3 separate regions of the Sus scrofa genome follow, and regions 1 and 2 are each linked to region 3. A link is a contact called in public Hi-C and promoter capture Hi-C data. All regions are on one chromosome and are shown on one strand. The core of a region is the stretch at or near the end of the contact, and the rest is flanking DNA. Distances in the headings are between cores, read along the strand shown.

Region 1 (2,700 bases), core at 6-2,505, 180 kb before region 3:
CTCCTTAAAGAATGAGTCCCGGGGAATATAGGGAACTTGAGATATATGCGAAACAAAATATTAGAAAGCAATATTACTATTAAAAATGTAACAATTTTATATTTCATATAAATATATGTATATATTTAAAATTTTACATTTACCATAAATGTAATGTAAATTTTACTTCAATATGGACATTTAACTAAAGGGGGGATTTTAACACAAAGAAAGACAGTGGGCAAGAGATCAAAATGCCAACTCTGCCAAAAAAATAAATAAAAAATATAAATGAAAGGCAGGTTACATTATGCTGGGTTGAGCTGGTCACATGATGCCATTTATTTAAACCTGTTGAGAGAGTCACAAATACCAGATAATGGAGAAAATATGAGGAAACCAGACTGATGGGTCATCAGGTGTGAAATGCCATGAGAGGCCACTAAATGGGACCTGCTATTTCAGAGGGATCAGCAAGAACACCGTAAAAATGGGCTATGATCCTTTTCCAAGTTCAGCTCATATATTTGGGGATACATAGAGTGCTTCTTCATTAACTTAAAAAATACACTGGAAAATGCATTTAAATCAGAAGGCAATGTTTAGCACAAAGAGAAGGATGGTTGAATTTGAAAGGTCAGATCTGGGAACCTACACAAATATTTATAAGGATTGCTGCTGCCAGAAAGTTGTCAGAAAACTACCCCTTGCCCAGGGTATACGGCAGACTAAGTGCAAACAGAGGAAAATAACAACTGCCCCATATCTGGGGTGATTAACCCAGGGAGATGAACACTGAAAACAATCCCTGCATTATTATTTTTCTGTGGTCCAGTGTAACAGCTACACGTGAATCCCTGGAATTTGCCCTCATACGAAAAATACCAGATAAATACCGCAGGGTTATTTTCTGAAAGATTTTCACAGTGATCATTTTCAATGGAAATTTTAGGACTTTTAATAAAAAGAAGGCAGTTTCACTTAGTAGCTTGCACAAAGAATCCTCAATAGGAGTTCCCGCTGTGACTCAGCGGGAATGAATCCGACTAGGAACCATGAGGTTGCGGGTTCGATCCCTGGCCTTGCTCAGTGGGTTAAGGATCTGGCATTGCCATGAGTTGTGGTGTAGGTCACAGATGCGGCTGCGATCTGGCGTTGCTGTGGCTGTTGCGAAGTCCGGCTGCTGTAGCTCTGACTCAACCCCTAGCCTGGGAACCTCCATATGCTGCAGGTATAGACCTGAAAAGGGTGGTGGCGGGGGGAGAATCCTCAATAACAGCTGCCAGTGATGAAGGTAGACCCGGTAGAGAGGAGATGATTGGAGAGTTAGGAGCCTTGGACGTGGTCCCCTCCCCCCTTTTCGTTGGTTCTCCTTTTAGTTAGTTCATCTACAAAGATAGAAATTCTACTGCTTTGTAAAATGTCTTAGGTCTTGGTGAGCTTAAAAAAAAGTCTTTGGTTTCAGATATCATTCCTAAGGAAATACCAAATCACACATAAATCTTTCATTCTAGGCTTTACTTCCTTTAAACAACCTCAGACCTATAAATAGCCACGCTTTCCGAAAACAAAAATGCCTCTCGCCCCCTTTTTAAGTCAAGGGACCAGTTTATCAGCAAAGTTTCCATTTGGCCTCCCTCGAATTCCAGAATTTAAAATGGGATGATATAAGAAGAGACTTTGGTTTTGTCACTGTTGTTTAATCATATTTGTTTTTAGTTAAAACTTTCAGAAATCTATGAAATAATAAAATTGCCTTTATAACTAACCTGCCAAGATATACAATGTCTTTCTCTGCAAGGAAATCTGGAAATGCATTTTTTTTTTTTGGTTGAACTTTGACTATAAATCACAGAAACATTTTGAATATATGTTTTCTATTTATTATATATAACATACTTAGATTAAAAACAGGAATCATGGGAAAAGATACCTTCCTACTGTGTTTGCGTTGTAGTTGTACCCCAAACATCTCACTTCTCCCCATAAATCATCCTCTCTATTTCATTTACCATTACTTTTCTCACTTGGTATCTTGGAATAAAATGTTTAAAATCTGAGCACACCCATATAGAGATTCAGATATCTGTGGTAAGTAGATGTAAATAAGTGTATTTATTTTATTTTTATCTTTTAGGCTACTTCAGATATTTAATGGCCTACAATCAAAAGATATCCACATTAATCCTAGCTAGGTGTCCTTGGTTTTTGATTTGCACATTTGTTTTCAGGCCAAGTTCCCATTCTTGAATATTTAGATGAAACTAACTCAAAGGGCAGAAGACATCAAAAGTCCAAATGCACAAACAATTTGCAAAAAAAAGAAGGCAAGTGATTTCATTTTTAGAAATTTCTTAATTTTTACTATTCTCAGTGCACCCCTCTAGGCTCAGTCACAGTATGTCTTAATTACTTTAAAAAAATCTCCTATGGTAAGCATAGATAATAAAAGATCAAACTCTGAAAGCATTTAAAGTTGAAAGTTCAGAAGCACAAGAAGCAGAGATAATTCAAATGTGCAAACCCCACATGTTTATAAACAAGCAAACACACCCCTCCAGAAAATAAAAAACCCAAACAGCAAGGATAGAGAAGAAATTATTGTAAAATCCCTCCAAAATTCAGAATATTCAAGATAAACATAGTTTGATAAAACCACCAGAGAACAATGCACATGCACTTTTCTGGACTTTCCAGGTGTATTATCATCCCTTATCATAT
Region 2 (2,899 bases), core at 349-2,848, 250 kb before region 3:
TTTTAGCTCTGGTTATCATCACACAGTGTCAACGCAAGAACTTTGCCGTAAAAGACTTCATCTCATAGCATAGGCTATTCTACACCCCACAGCAATCAATTTATTAAATAAACACACTGTAAATAACTTTCTTCAATCATTTCCTATCCTTTCTAAATAACTTGCAAGCTTGGGTACTGTTTTATTTATTTATTTATTTATTCATTGTCTTTTTGCTATTTATTGGGCTGCTCCTGCGGCATATGGAGGTTCCCAGGCTAGGGGTTGAATCGGAGCTGTAGCCGCCGGCCTACGCCAGAGCCACAGCAACGCGGGATCCGAGCCGCGTCTGCAACCTACACCACAGCTCACGGCAACGCCAGATCGTTAACCCACTGAGCAAGGGCAGGGACCGAACCCGCAACCTCATGGTTCCTAGTCAGATTCGTTAACCACTGCGCCACGACGGGAACTCCTTGGGTACTGTTTTAGTTGTGAAACTCAGTTTGAAGAAAATTCCCTTTTCGGTGATTTATATTTTTAAAATGGTAGAAAATAAAACATTTTTCATTTCAATGCTTTCTCAAAATGAAAATAGTATTTTAAGTACCAATTTTGGGCTGAATTCCAATCGATATAGCTCCACAGGTGCAACCCACAAGTCACTGTGGCCAAATGGACCCGCGCCATGTAATCTCTTCTGTAGCATCTATAACATCAGTTTCAATAGAGGTCACTTCACTTACCAGTCCTTTCAGGAAGATATGCCACATAATTTGCAGGGTCCAGTGCAAAACGAAAATATGAGGCCCCTTTCAAAATTTCTTAACAATGTGGCACAGGAAAGAAATTAAGGGCAGGGTCCTTCGGCGATCTTGCTCTACTGCACGGGCTGCATGCCCACAAAACCAGTTTTGTCCTTCCGAAGATGTCATTCACAATCTGATGGCCTAGCTGTTAAATTTTTTTAAGGGTTTTGTTTTGTTTTGTTTGTAATCAGATTTAATTTTCTCAACAGGCAAAGTACATCACAATCAATTTGGTTAAGGCAAGCCAAGGAAGCAAAAGGTCAAGGAACTATTTGTTGTTAAGTCAGCAACCAGCAACTATATTACTCAATTCTTCTAACACTGAGAGAAGGAAGAAAAAAGGACACCGGTGAAGCACCTACTACTTTTCTAGCACAGGTGATTTTTTTCAATGGCTTTTGTTTAACCCCAGCTACCAAATAGGGGAACTGAAATTATGTCCCGGTTTCTAAATAACCTCAAAGGATTAGGCGGAAACATTTTCCACGAGTTAAATGGGGCCAGATCTCGTGTTTATTCAAGCCTCAGCCTTACTAAGCGTCCCCTGAGAAGGGTCGGGACCATAGCGCCTGGCGGGTGCTTGACTTCGGATCCGTCACAGGAAGTGGAGCCGCAGAGAGTTCTCCCGGGAAATGTGAGGTCAGGGAGGCGGGCGCTGGGGGCGGGGTCTTCTGGGCGGAGCCTTCGGGGCGGGGTCGATGAGGGGCGGGGCTGAGGAGTAGGGACCCTAGTGGGCGGGCCCGAGATGGGCGGGTCCGGTGGTTGGGACCGAGGGGCGGGCCCTAGAGGGGGTGGGACCGAGGCGGTGGCACAGCGGCCATGTTGAAGCTCCGCCTTTCCCTGACGGCTACTGCTCGGCCTCCGGCTGCTGCCGTAGGTAAGACTGGGGCTGGGCCGAGGTCCGTACGTCCTGGGCCGGCCAGGGTCTCCTGCTGCACGGATGACACTGTGGGGCTGTGGGGCCGGATAGGGGAGGACGCTGAGGCCTGCGGCGAGTCGCATGGGCGCAAATGCGAAGACCGCGCGGCCTCTGTCCGGGAGAACGACCAAGCCTTGGCAGGAAGCCGAGGGAGGGGCACTGGACCTTTTCCTCTCTGCGCTTCCAAGCATGTGTACCCCGGGGCATTCGGGCGTGCGATCTTTGCGGAGCAGGTGCGGGTGTCTCTAGAGCCCGCTACGCCTCTGTAGCTTTTCCTGCGGGAAGTGGATGTGTCCCCCGCTCGTGGAGGAAGCAGACCCAAAATGTTCGGAGGCCCCATGGGCGCCTGGGTCAGGAAGCCCGTGCGCATCTCCGGACGCTTGCAAGCACTTTCGAAGCCTGATCGTGTTGTAAATGCGCTGTCAGAGTTGTGTAGGGATCTGGAGGTCATGTCTCACGGGGTCGCCAGGGAGATAGCACTTGAGCAGAACTTGGAGGGCATTCGATGTTGCGGGAATAATGATAACTAACATTTGTGTATCATGGCCGGCAGTGTTCCAAGTATGTGAATTAACTTACCTAGTCCCAGGAACAGCCCTATCAGGTAGATCATATTAATAGGCCCATTTTGCAGATGGGGAAATGAGGCATAGGAGTTCCTGCTGTGGCAGTGGGTTAAAGGATCCCTCTTGCCTCATCTGCTACTGGGGTTCAGTCGCTGGCCTGGGAACTTACATATGCTGAGAGTGTGGCCATAAAAAAAAAAAAAAAAAAAAAAAAAAAAAAAAAAAAAAAGAGCTATGAGGTAGTTTGCCCAAAATCACTACCACTACCAAGTACTACGACTTAGTAGTACCTGGTGAAGCCAGAATCTGAACCTGAAGGGTTTGGCTCCACAACCTACCTGGTCCCAAACCGTTATACCATGGCACCCAGTAGAAACATCCAGGCTATCCTAGAATTATGTACATAATTGAGTTCGACTAAATTAAAGTAATAGAAAACAAGGCCAGAAAAATAGTCTGGGACCGTTGAAGACAATTTTAAGAGCCAGGGTGAGGTGTTTAGAGCTCATGGATGCTGTGGGTTTTTCCCTAGGGTGGATTAAAAATTCATCTATGGGCAAGCCATGTGAATTTTTGTGAAGGAAAAGAAATTATGTTTAGTACACAGTTAAAAATGTGATCCCAGT
Region 3 (2,700 bases), core at 189-2,688:
TACCAAAGAGAAAGCAGACGTCTCAGAAATATGTCAACACATGACATAACTTGAAAACCCTGTATGCTCCTTGGCGCGAGTTACAACTTGCCCGGCTCACCGAGGAAAACCGGCTCACTTTACTTTTTTTTTCTTTAAAACATGCCAGGCCGTCCTCTCCAGGGCCCCCGCAAAGATTGGGTTACTGAGAACTAGGTAGCCTCGGTGGCAGAAACCAAGCCGCGTGGGCGGTTAGCTAGAGGCAAGGCACTAGGCAGCCAACCGCCTTGCCAAGTGGCCGCGATTCGGCTTCCCGACCACCGCCGCCGCTCCTTCCTCGCACAGGCGCAGGAAGGGGGAGCCTCGGCACCTCCTCGCAGGCGGCACCAAGTTGCCCGATCGCTGCGCGAGGCCGCCGAGAGGGTCTCGAGGCACCGAGCCGGTGCCCTCCAGTCGGCGGAGGCCGCGCCACCTTTGTCTGGGGTTCCCCATCAAGAGCCGCGACGCCTCCCAGTAAAGCGGAGTTGCCCGGGACGGAGGTGCAGACACCGCGGACGGGTCCTCAGACCCCACGCGGGGCCCAGGAAGCAGCTGCGGCGGGCGAAAACCTCCCACATCCACGGCGCGCACGGGGCGCGCCCGCAGGTCCCAGCCTGGCTGCCGCATCCCCCGAGCGGCCGCCGCCGGGTGCGGAGCCGCAGACCCCCGCGCTCGTGGGCGCTGCGGCGGGGAGCAGTCCCGCTCTCTCGGCGCCGCACAGCGGGATCGCCCCCGCGGCTCCCTTCCTCGGGAGAGCACGGGCCGCTGGACCCCCAGCAAGGCCAGATCTCAGACCGGCCACCGCGTCCGGGAAGGCACGACAACCAGCCACCCACACCCACTGCCCGCCCACGGCCCTCTCTCACCTGCCTGCACCGTGTCCGAGAGGTCGTGCGCGGGGGCCGCAGTCCTGGGAAATTCCTTCAGTTTCCTGGCACTGAGGTTCAATCCCCCGGAGTTGGCCGCTTCCTCCAGCGCGCGCTCCAGCCCCCGGTTCAAGGGCAAGTTGAAGCCCCCGCTGCCTCCGCCGCCGCCGCCTCCCCCGGGCCCGCCGCTGGCTCCGGTTCCTCCGTGGAGCTGCTGCTGCTGGTGGTGGTGGTGGTGGTGGGGATGATGATGTGGGTGCAGAGGAGCCACCGAAAGGGCAGGGACGAAAGGTTGGGGTTCGCTTCCCGGCGTCGCCATCTTCTCCCGGGCCCCCCCACCCCGCCCCGCCGCTCCTGCGGGGGGGTCACAGCTTTACCCGGGAAAGGGAGACAGCTGCCCGGGCCGAGTTCCTGCAGGGCTCCACCGAAAGATGCTGCAAGAGCGGGAGGAGGGTGTGGCAGGCGCGCGGTACGAGGAGCAGACGGGGAGGCGGCAGCGGCAGCGGCAGCTTGGTCTCGAAGGTTTCCTGTCCCCGGGAAGCTAAGGACTGCGGCGGCGGCAGCGGCGGCGGCGGCGGCGGCAGCAGGCAGCGCGCATGTGTCTCCTCCCGCCCCTGCTCCCTCCTCTCGGCGCGCTCCCCTCCTCCGCCGCCCGCTCTCTCCTCCTCCTTCCCGCGAGCGGCCAGCCCAGCCCCGAGCCCTCCTCCGCCGCGCGCCGCCGGGCCCTTCTCTCTGAACGCGGGGCGGGGCGGGGCGGGCGGGGGGGCGGGGCTGGACGCCTGCCCAGGGGTCACTTTCATTCAAATGCCGAACGTCCCTCTGGGGCTCTTTTTGCCCCTTAGAGGGCTTTACGGAAGCAGAGGTTTTAGGGGATCTGAGAAGACAGTGGCGAGCCAATAGATGGGATGTGAAATACAGTGAGATCACGGGGAGGTGAAGTTATCTCAAGTCTGCACATTTTTCTTGTTCTTTGACCCACAGGGAAGGCAGTTTTTCACCGTGGGGGGGTCTGGCCAACGGAGGACCCTTGGCAGGTGGGCACCGCCAATGAGCCAGACGCTGATCTAAGTCGTCTACAGGAATGATCTCAATTAATCCAGGGACCCCACGAGCAGAAAAACCGCCTTCTCCACTCCCCAGGGGAAGTTTAGAAACTAGTCTGAGGTCACCCGCGCAGTCAGAGACGGAGCTGGTTTCGAAAGTGGAGCCTTCAGGTTCTAGGGCCGCCCTCCTTCCTGTAAACTCGGGCTGAACCCCACTGCAAACAAATAGCAGCCGGGCAGAAAGTTTTCTGAGTGATGGCAGAAAACCACAGGCACAGAAAGAAAGGACTTTCAAAATGAAGGTGGCGTTATGGTAGACAGACCCCTCTGGCACAGGAGAAAGATGGGCTGGCTGTGGCTGAGCTTGGAACTGTGTGGAGCTGGAGAGGTCAGAAAGTCCCTGACCCCAACTGGCCGGTAACTCAGTCACAGTTGAAGCCTGCGCACTGGTATCGTCAAGGTACCCGCGTGGGCTCTTCTTACCCCTGCGGGGCATGGGAGCTCATCTATCTGCCTGCAAGCGAATTTCAGTTCAGCCCAGACCAACGCCTGCAACACCAGAGGTGACAGAGCATCTGACACCATAAGAGCAGATCAGCTGGCAGATGGATCAAGTCCCACTCTTTCCCAAAGTTCCAGCTCCAGCTCCCTGGGAGGGAGCCTTTATTTTTTGCTCTACACCCTAGGCTTGAGCAGCGCCCCCTTGAGCGACTTAAGCTAGGGGAAGTGAGGATGAGGGCCGAGTGAGAAAATAATTCAACGCTTGGAGCGGG

What was found. Promoter capture Hi-C pulls out the DNA fragments that hold promoters and counts their contacts. Hi-C and Micro-C count contacts between places; a contact is called where the count stands out from the background.
Region 1: a contact with region 3 is called in a Hi-C map of omental adipose tissue, with 2.0 times the contacts expected there. The contact joins the enhancer-like site here to the promoter of LRCH1 in region 3. A contact is called at or near these places in 1 of 5 promoter capture datasets (liver), 23 of 47 Hi-C or Micro-C datasets (adipose tissue, alveolar macrophages, blood and 13 more) and 2 of 2 datasets of contacts at active chromatin or transcription factors (alveolar macrophages and skeletal muscle).
Region 2: a contact with region 3 is called in a promoter capture Hi-C map of liver, with 3 times the contacts expected there. The contact joins the promoter of ESD here to the promoter of LRCH1 in region 3. A contact is called at or near these places in 2 of 5 promoter capture datasets (fetal skeletal muscle and liver), 4 of 47 Hi-C or Micro-C datasets (liver and skeletal muscle) and 2 of 2 datasets of contacts at active chromatin or transcription factors (alveolar macrophages and skeletal muscle).

What each region holds. Positions count from the first base shown.
Region 1 is chr11:20,725,301-20,728,000 of Sscrofa11.1, forward strand. The region is part of intron 16 of LRCH1 (leucine-rich repeat and calponin homology domain-containing protein 1); the gene reads right to left. Among named protein-coding and RNA genes, the nearest start is that of ESD, 74 kb to the left of the region's middle. Within about 2 kb of position 1,256, at least 1 of the 83 cell types and tissues checked has an H3K27ac peak or open chromatin away from gene starts, as enhancers often do. A contact at or near this core is called in omental adipose tissue, where this site is marked.
Region 2 is chr11:20,650,706-20,653,604 of Sscrofa11.1, forward strand. ESD (esterase D) reads left to right here and starts at 1,599. Exons shown (of 9, transcript NM_214060.1): 1 at 1,599-1,665.
Region 3 is chr11:20,905,133-20,907,832 of Sscrofa11.1, forward strand. LRCH1 (leucine-rich repeat and calponin homology domain-containing protein 1) reads right to left here and starts at 1,439. Exons shown (of 20, transcript XM_013980521.2): 1 at 885-1,439. The coding sequence starts at 1,203.